2 separate regions of the Danio rerio genome follow, and region 2 is linked to region 1. The links are chromatin contacts, called in public HiChIP or PLAC-seq maps. All regions are on one chromosome and are shown on one strand. The core of a region is the stretch at or near the end of the contact, and the rest is flanking DNA. Distances in the headings are between cores, read along the strand shown. Region 1 overlaps pard3ab (par-3 family cell polarity regulator alpha, b). Region 2 has its middle 21 kb from the start of itgb1b.

Evidence for each region. HiChIP or PLAC-seq counts read pairs in DNA pulled down with a chosen protein or histone mark.
Region 2: a contact with region 1 is called in an H3K4me3 HiChIP or PLAC-seq map of embryo, with 4 times the contacts expected there. The contact joins two enhancer-like sites. A contact is called at or near these places in 1 of 18 Hi-C or Micro-C datasets (caudal fin) and 2 of 4 datasets of contacts at active chromatin or transcription factors (caudal fin and embryo).

Annotation. Positions count from the first base shown.
Region 1 is chr2:46,391,044-46,395,029 of GRCz12tu, reverse strand. The region is part of intron 2 of pard3ab (par-3 family cell polarity regulator alpha, b); the gene reads right to left. Among named protein-coding and RNA genes, the nearest start is that of pard3ab, 41 kb to the right of the region's middle. Within about 2 kb of position 2,164, at least 9 of the 62 cell types and tissues checked have an H3K27ac peak or open chromatin away from gene starts, as enhancers often do.
Region 2 is chr2:46,695,589-46,699,574 of GRCz12tu, reverse strand. No RefSeq gene overlaps it. Among named protein-coding and RNA genes, the nearest start is that of itgb1b, 21 kb to the left of the region's middle. Within about 2 kb of position 1,889, at least 57 of the 62 cell types and tissues checked have an H3K27ac peak or open chromatin away from gene starts, as enhancers often do.

The DNA of each region.
Region 1 (3,986 bases), core at 915-3,414:
TTTGGCTGCTGCACCAGACAAAACACAACAGAAATTTAAATACAGCCATTCAGAAGCACAGAATATGCACTCACTCATGAAGTGCTAAGGCTAACAATCTAATTATACACATATTAAACTTTTTAAACATTATTAAATGTACATGCTGAATCACTAATGTGTTGTTTTGAGTCACAGCTCTAAAGTTCAATTTCAAATGGTTTGTTTTATTGTCAAGATCTGAGATGAACTATCTGCAGCTGCTTTTAGTATATGGCAATAAATGACATGTAAAATGGCATTCAAACTCACATTGTTAGCATTTAACACTGAATAAAGCACATGAATAAACTCAGGTGTACCAGGGGTGATCATTGTCAGTTTTCTGTTGTCAAGCTTAGAAGCCTGTCTAATATATCAATTTGAGGTGTTGGTTAGAGGAAAAAAAACTCCTTTTAATATGGAGAATATTCCTTTTATTAGAAGTGTCAACCTATACTGGTCTCATGGTTCGGTTCGGTTACGATTATCATGCCATCAATTCGGATCAATTCGATATCTCGGTGCATCACGGTGCATTGACGATGCTTTCCATACATAGTGTTATATTTTGGGGGGAGGCTATAACAAGCTATCTGTATAAACACACAGACACACAGCACCACACTGTCTCTCATTCACAAACATAGACAGCACTAAACAAACAAACAAACAAACAAACAAACAAACAAACACACACACACACACACACACACACTTAAGCCCTTTCAATATTTGTTTAGCCAGGAGAGCTCGCGCTGAGCGGAGCAAAAAAAAAAAGAAAAAAGAAGCACTTTTCCGACGGTCCCTTACGTGTGAGCTCTCCCGGCCTAACGCATATTGCGAGGGCTTAAAGGGAGCAGTGGTCATAATATTGAGCGAAAAAGAAAAAGACAGCTATGAAACATAACCAGCTTTGTCTTTTTGTAAGAAACATTTTTACACTTTACATCTTTTTAGAGTAAGAGGTTTTTGAGTTATTGCCGCTATAACTGAATGTGTCTGGAATATTGAAAACCAACTTAACCGCGCTCATTTCTGGCGCCCCCCTGGATGTACAGCACCCTTAGCATTTGCCTATACTGCCTATGCCACGGGCCGGCCCCAAGTTGGCTCCTGAGTGTTGTAAATACTGGTGCTCACCTCCCTCACAACAGAGCGCATAGGAGATAAATTACGTCAGTACATAATAACCGGTTATGATTATTACTGAACCGATACCGAATTGTTTGCATTTGCATCGTGGTGCACCGAAAAAACAATTAATTTTGACACCCCTACCTTTTATCGCTTGCCGTTGCTTTTATGTAGAACACGATTTAAATCAGCCTTTAGGCTCGATCGTCAGACTCAATCCTGTTGGTCCTCAATCTGGCAACCTGCGCTTGTGTTTGTTTTGATCCAGGAATGCAATTCCTAGTTCAACCTTTAAAGAAACTGTTCTCCAACAAATTTGCATTGTAATAATTATATTCACATACACTCTGTTTGTTCAAACTACTTGTTTATAATGAACTGAAATGACACAGTTCTTGAGCTTATTTGGGGGACAACTTAATTGTTTCATGTTCAGTACACTTGAATTTGTAAAAACTAACAAGTTAACTTAATTCCTTCATGCTGTCCCAACACAAATCGATTGTGTGGAACCCAGCCTTTTTTTACAGTGTATAATTGTAATAGTTTGATTGAACACCTTTAAAGTACCAATTAAGATGTACTGCCTGTAAAGGTACATCTAAAAGTATACAGAGTAAACAAACAATGTCTTAATTTTCTATTTAAACACACACACACACACCCTCTATTGTGGTGGAATCCTACATGACATTTACTTCAGTATGGAAGCAAAAGGGCAGTGCAGAGAAGAAAACGAGGGAGAAAAACAATGTAGATGAAGTAGAAAGATGTATGAAGATATGTATTTGGCTGCAGAGAGGATGTGTATATGTTTCTTGCTGCTTCAAATATTCCAAACATCAATGAACTTTAGCATTACAAATAACACTGCAGTGCTGTTCCTCACAGGCTTGGGTAATTCTTTACGGGTTTCCCAAACAAACATGACACCTCATGTATTACACACACTCACAAAACACAGTAGCATTACAGCTGGATGGCGTTGAGAAATCCCTCCAAGCATTTCACAATGACTCTAAAAACAAGAACTCACTGACCCACCGACACAAATCACCTCTTGCAAACACACTGGAGGTCAGCAGAACTTTGTGAGCGCCAAAAGTGCTAACAGGAAGTTCCCATGAGAACATTTGTATTCTTCCTGTGAGGATATTTGTTTCCTCTCTTTAAAAGGCTGTGATCTTTGAGCTTCACAATCTGTTGGGACGCATCTCAATCTGACATACACACTAGCACTGTGACCTGCAGTCTAGTTTATCCATAACTGATCAAATGACTCAGAGCAAAGAAGATGAGACCACAGTTCACCTTCTGCTGGATAGATTGATAAGGCTGAAAAACCTATTTGGATGAACTATATTTCAAGAACAGCACAAGAACACACAATCACGTGTCCCATCAGATTTAGCTTCATGTAGTACACTGTAAAAAATAAACCCTAAAATTTACGGTAAAAAAACAGCAGCTGTGGTTGCCAGTACTTTACCATTAAAAACACGGTACAAACCGTAAAAGTAATTTCTCATTTTTACGGTAAACTACCGTTTTTTATTAATTTATAGAGGTAATATGTCTGAATTTTAAATGACCAACATCTACACATCTTTTGTTGCACAGTTAGATACGTTAGCACACCCACATGCAGGTAGTGATGAGGAAGTTACATAATGAGCCAATGCTCATCACAATCAACTTTTCCCACAAGCAGAAAAGAGTATCAGCATTAGGGGTGTCACGATTTTGATTTTTAATCGAAATCGATAGAAATTTATGCTCAATTTCGATTATCGAATCAAAAAATAGAATCGTCGATGCTGCCACGCCCCCATGTCACGTCAGAAAAAAACAGGCTTGTTGAAGTGCTTGTTAAACTGCAGAAGCAGGAGACCCGTCGACAAAAATTAAACCCTCTCCTCTTTCAATGAAGTCGCCGGTGTGTAAGCATTTTGGATTTCCAGTGAGTTATGTTGACAACGTTCGTGTTGTCGACAAAAAAAACACAGTTTTGCAAGCTCTGCTATGTACATATTACGTACGGTTCGTCCGATAGACAACACCGGCATCGCCATCCTCTGTCCGCCCCCGTTGCAAATCTGCTCGCGAAAAGTACACTCAGGCCCTGTTTACACTGTCTTTGTTTTTAAATGGCATTTTAGAACGACAACGATTTGACATCCACAATGGCGTGTAGCATTTCTGAGCAGCCTTCCTTCCTCTATACCTCTGAAAATGCACATCACGTGACCACAGACACAGACGCACACACAGCCTTGCGCTCGAGACAGCAGGTCCAGGCAGTCAGAGGACTGCTTCAATCTTTCACTCACTTGTACTTTGTCATTTTAGCGAACACCTCAGATACTGTTGGCTGGTTCCTGTTGGTTGTGCGTCTTTTTTACCGACGCCATTATAATGACACAGATCACTGCCTATTCAAGAGTCCCGCAGAAAAAGTGATTGACAGGTGGTAATTATGTCTGTATCTTGCCTTTATTCATTTACTGTATGATTTGTTTATGGGTAAAACAAAGACCATCCAGGTCAGGTAGTTTAAACGGTAGGCTACAAATAATTAATTGGTCATTAATTAATTATTCATAATCAAAAATCGAATCGAATCGTGCCTTTAGAATCGAAAATGTAATCGAATCGAGGATTTGGAGGATCGTGACACCCTTAATCAGCATATAGAAGGTTCTCAGAGTCATATACACAGCTACTAAACACCAGTATGGTAACACGCATAAAATTAAAGTCATGAAATAAACATTGTTTATCAACATTAGATGTAACATAAATCTATAATGTACATAACTGATGGGGAAACA
Region 2 (3,986 bases), core at 640-3,139, 300 kb before region 1:
TATAAAGAAACCTGTGATTGTAAAATAATTGACCCAGCAGAAGTGGGTTTACTGCAAACTACAAAATATAAAAAATTCTTAAGTGAAATACTGTATATTGGGTTTAATGTGGAAAAAGTGTGTTGTTTGAATTAAGACAATTAAAACATTATTTTAGAGCAGTAATCACAATACTGTGAAACCGTGATATTTTTATTCAAGGTTATCATACCATCACAAACTTATACCAGCCCATGCCTATCCATGAGTATGTCATTTTTTGTTTTAGTGTTTGCTAATCTACTGCACCATGAAAGCTTTCACACACCAACGCCGTTTCTAATATAGCCAGTTATTAATTAACAAGCAAAAAGTTTCCAACCAAAGGTAACATCCAGCTTGTTACGTGATGCCCCGTCGAGGGGGGCCAAACTTCACCAATAACACCAATACAATAATTACTTTCTTCCTTTTTGCTATACTATTGTTAGACTTTAAGCAGTGAAATTAAACCACACCAAACCGAACTCAAACACTGAAAGCCGGACTGACACAGCTTCAGTTTACTAGAACTTTTATGATAAGCTGCTTTTAACACAATCTACGTTGTAAAAGCACTATAGAAATAAACATTGCTCAAACACTTCTTTTAAACTGTCATGTATCGCTTACGGCAATAAAGTAATCTCTGTATTGTTTGTACTATACTTTTATCTGTTGTATTTACATTGTAATGGCCTGCTGTTATTCCAATAAAAACACCAGTAGCCTACATCAAATCTTCTTTTATTATAACACTAATAGGACTGTAACCATGTGCATAACTTTACAAAAAGACTATTAATTTACTTTAAACTTAAGGGCAAACAAATAACTGAATACACATCCGGCAGAAAAACTACAACATTCTTCCACGCAGTCACGTGACCTGAATATGTAGGATGTGAGTTTTTAATGCAGATCACTGCGGGATCTTTGCTTGTAAACTTGGCTCTAGAGCATTTCACACTGGTGTGGTGTTGTCTGTGATACTCCCAACACATCACATGGCGCTTTACCACAGATAAAATGCAGTTATACTTAGTCCTGGTCCAGTGCTATTCCCAAACTTCTCCTATATAAAGCGTTGTTGTACAAAATAATACCATCATCACATCCACCGCATCATAGTGTGCTTTAATGCTTCCCGTCCCAAACAGGACCATGAGTCACACAAAAAGCGGCTACATCATTTCACCTCCCAGAGAGGCATATTTACTCAAGCAACTTCCAAATAAAGCATTGTTCAAGGGCCAGTTAAACACCACAGCCCCCCTCGGACCCTCTGAGGCCTGGAACAGACGAATTACAACAGATGTCGGGGACACAGAAGACGCGACAGAGAGATCCGAGATAACAGGCGGTCTGGGAAACACATAGCCTGGAGGGACACTGTCTGTGAATCACGTTATAAGCAGATCTGCGCCTGTTCTTTGAAGTGATCAGGACATCCCCACCCAAAGTTCCTAACCTTAAACCACTTTTCCAGATCAAACCCTTTAATGATTACTGGTTTACCTAAAAATAGTCAATTCAGCAAACAGATATGACACGAAAGTCTATAAGGTAATTGATCCTCCTTACCTTAACACGCGTGATTCATCCAAGAAAATCACAAATAAAACCACATTTGCCAGGGAAAGTCGCGTTTGGTCCAGCAGTCCGGTTGCCGTGTCTGCTTTGTTTCCGTGGTCCACTTTGAATCAACAGCTGGTTGAAAAGTACAAAAACGCTCGATTCTCTTGCATAAAAGAGTCAAATAGTGGATAATGCTGGTAATAAATGGCTGAACTAGGGCAGAGAGTCCAGCTCGCCCTTCTCGGCGTGTCCCCAGTCCGGGTGTGTGTGTAAAATGTGTGTGTGGTCGGTGAACTGCGAGATGGGTTTGCTGCACAGCCTCACCCTTCCTCCTCCCACAGGAAATAACGTTACACCCAATTCACAGGGCGAACGAGTCGAACAAAAAGTTTTGGTTCAAATGAGTCGTCAAATTGATTCGAATGATTTGAATCACTTTACAAAGGCTCTGCAGTGTTAAAATAATTTATATATAAAATTAATGTTAAGGCCAAAAATTAGTCACATGCAAAATTAAAGTTTGTTTTAACATAACATGTGACATTCTACCAGAAACGAACATTATCTGTCCCTGAAATAACATAAATACAGCAAATAAAAAGTTTTTTATTGCAATAATTTCTACTGACGGTTGATTTGTTACTGATACTGATGGAGTTGTTCTGTAAAGGAATATGTCATTAATTTGGTTCTCAGGTTTTTATTCTTTATTAACTGACAGAATACAGCTTTAATGACTCGGAAGTGACACCATTTGATTGAGAAGCTGACAGTGACCAAAGTGTTTTATTATTAAATTCTATGATTTTATGCTTGCTTTGTAGGATTTTTCGAGCACAACAAGTGTAAGTTCAGGCCCTGTCACATTTTTAATGAGTAAAAATGTATGTTTCTGGTAGAATGTCCCATATAAAGAGCTGAAATCAGAATTATCAGCCCCCCTTAGAATTATTTTAATCTTTTACATTTTTCCCAAATGATGTTTAACAGAGCAAGGAATTTTTCACAGTATGTCTGATAATATTTTTTCTTCTGGAGAAAGTCTTATTTGTTTTATTTCAGCTAGAATTAAAGCAGTTTTTATTTTTTTTAAAAACGTTTTGAAGACAAAATTATGAGCCCCTTTAAGTTGTATTTTTTTCAATAGTCTACAGAACAAACAACCGTCATACAATAACTTGCCTAATTACGCTAACCTGCCACACGCACGCACGCACACACACACACACACACACACACACACACACACACACACACACACACACACACACACACACACACACACACACACACACACACACACACACACACATTATTAATATATGACAACAACAAATAGCCTATTTATATTCTCTTCTACATTGTGAAAGCTCTGCATATCAAACAATTGACAATCAGGAGTAAACAATCAGTAATCAACAAATTTCCTTCTATTTGCCTCTTATTTATACCACAACAACCAACAAACTAATCCATCACATATGAATTATGTATGTTTATTTAAAAAAAAAAAAACATTTCTTGCTTCATTTTCTCATCTTGAGAGCAAAATTAACGGCAATACTTTAAAATTAAAAGCATTTATTAATCACTGTAATAATCATTGCTTTAACTAATATTAACAAGCACAATTAGCATCTTTAATAATGCAATAGTAAATGTTGGATTAATAAATGCTGTCCAAGATTGTTCATTATTAGTTCATGTTAGTAAATACATTAAATAACTAATGGACCATCTGTGTTGAATAATCACAAGCTTTAGGATGGTGCTAATTACAAAAATAAGACCCTATTTTAATGATAATGATCATTTGATCATTGATCAATGAACATTTCAACGATTCGTCCAAAAATAGAGATTTATTCACTTCGAGTTACTTTTTTATTAATTAATGCTTCCACAAATGTACCAAGCGATACATAAAACCCACATAAATAAGCTGCGAAAGGACACAAGCAAACAAGAAAAACACTCAAAAGTTTTCTCTCTCAACACATGAGTCCCATTTATAGATTTTCCTTTTTAATCAGATGAGATAGTACTCATATATCATAATGCAGGGTCTTGATTCTACTAGTTGATAGGCTCGAGGTTTCAAAGACAGAGGGCTTCTTTGTTTACTTTTATGTGCAAATCTAGTTCAGCTCAGTTTTACTGCTGGTCCGGGATCAGTCAGAGCGAGCGAGTCTGGATAGTTTCCGTTGTGTGACTGATTAACTTTCATTACTCACCTTGACTATATAGCTTATAAGCAAAAAATAAGATAAGAACTTTTACTGAGGAAATGACAAGTTTATATAGCAGTCTAGATTCTTTTCTTAATCACAAACAACTAAAGCTGAATTTACACACATCAACTGAATCACTTGTACTCTGAACAGAGACAC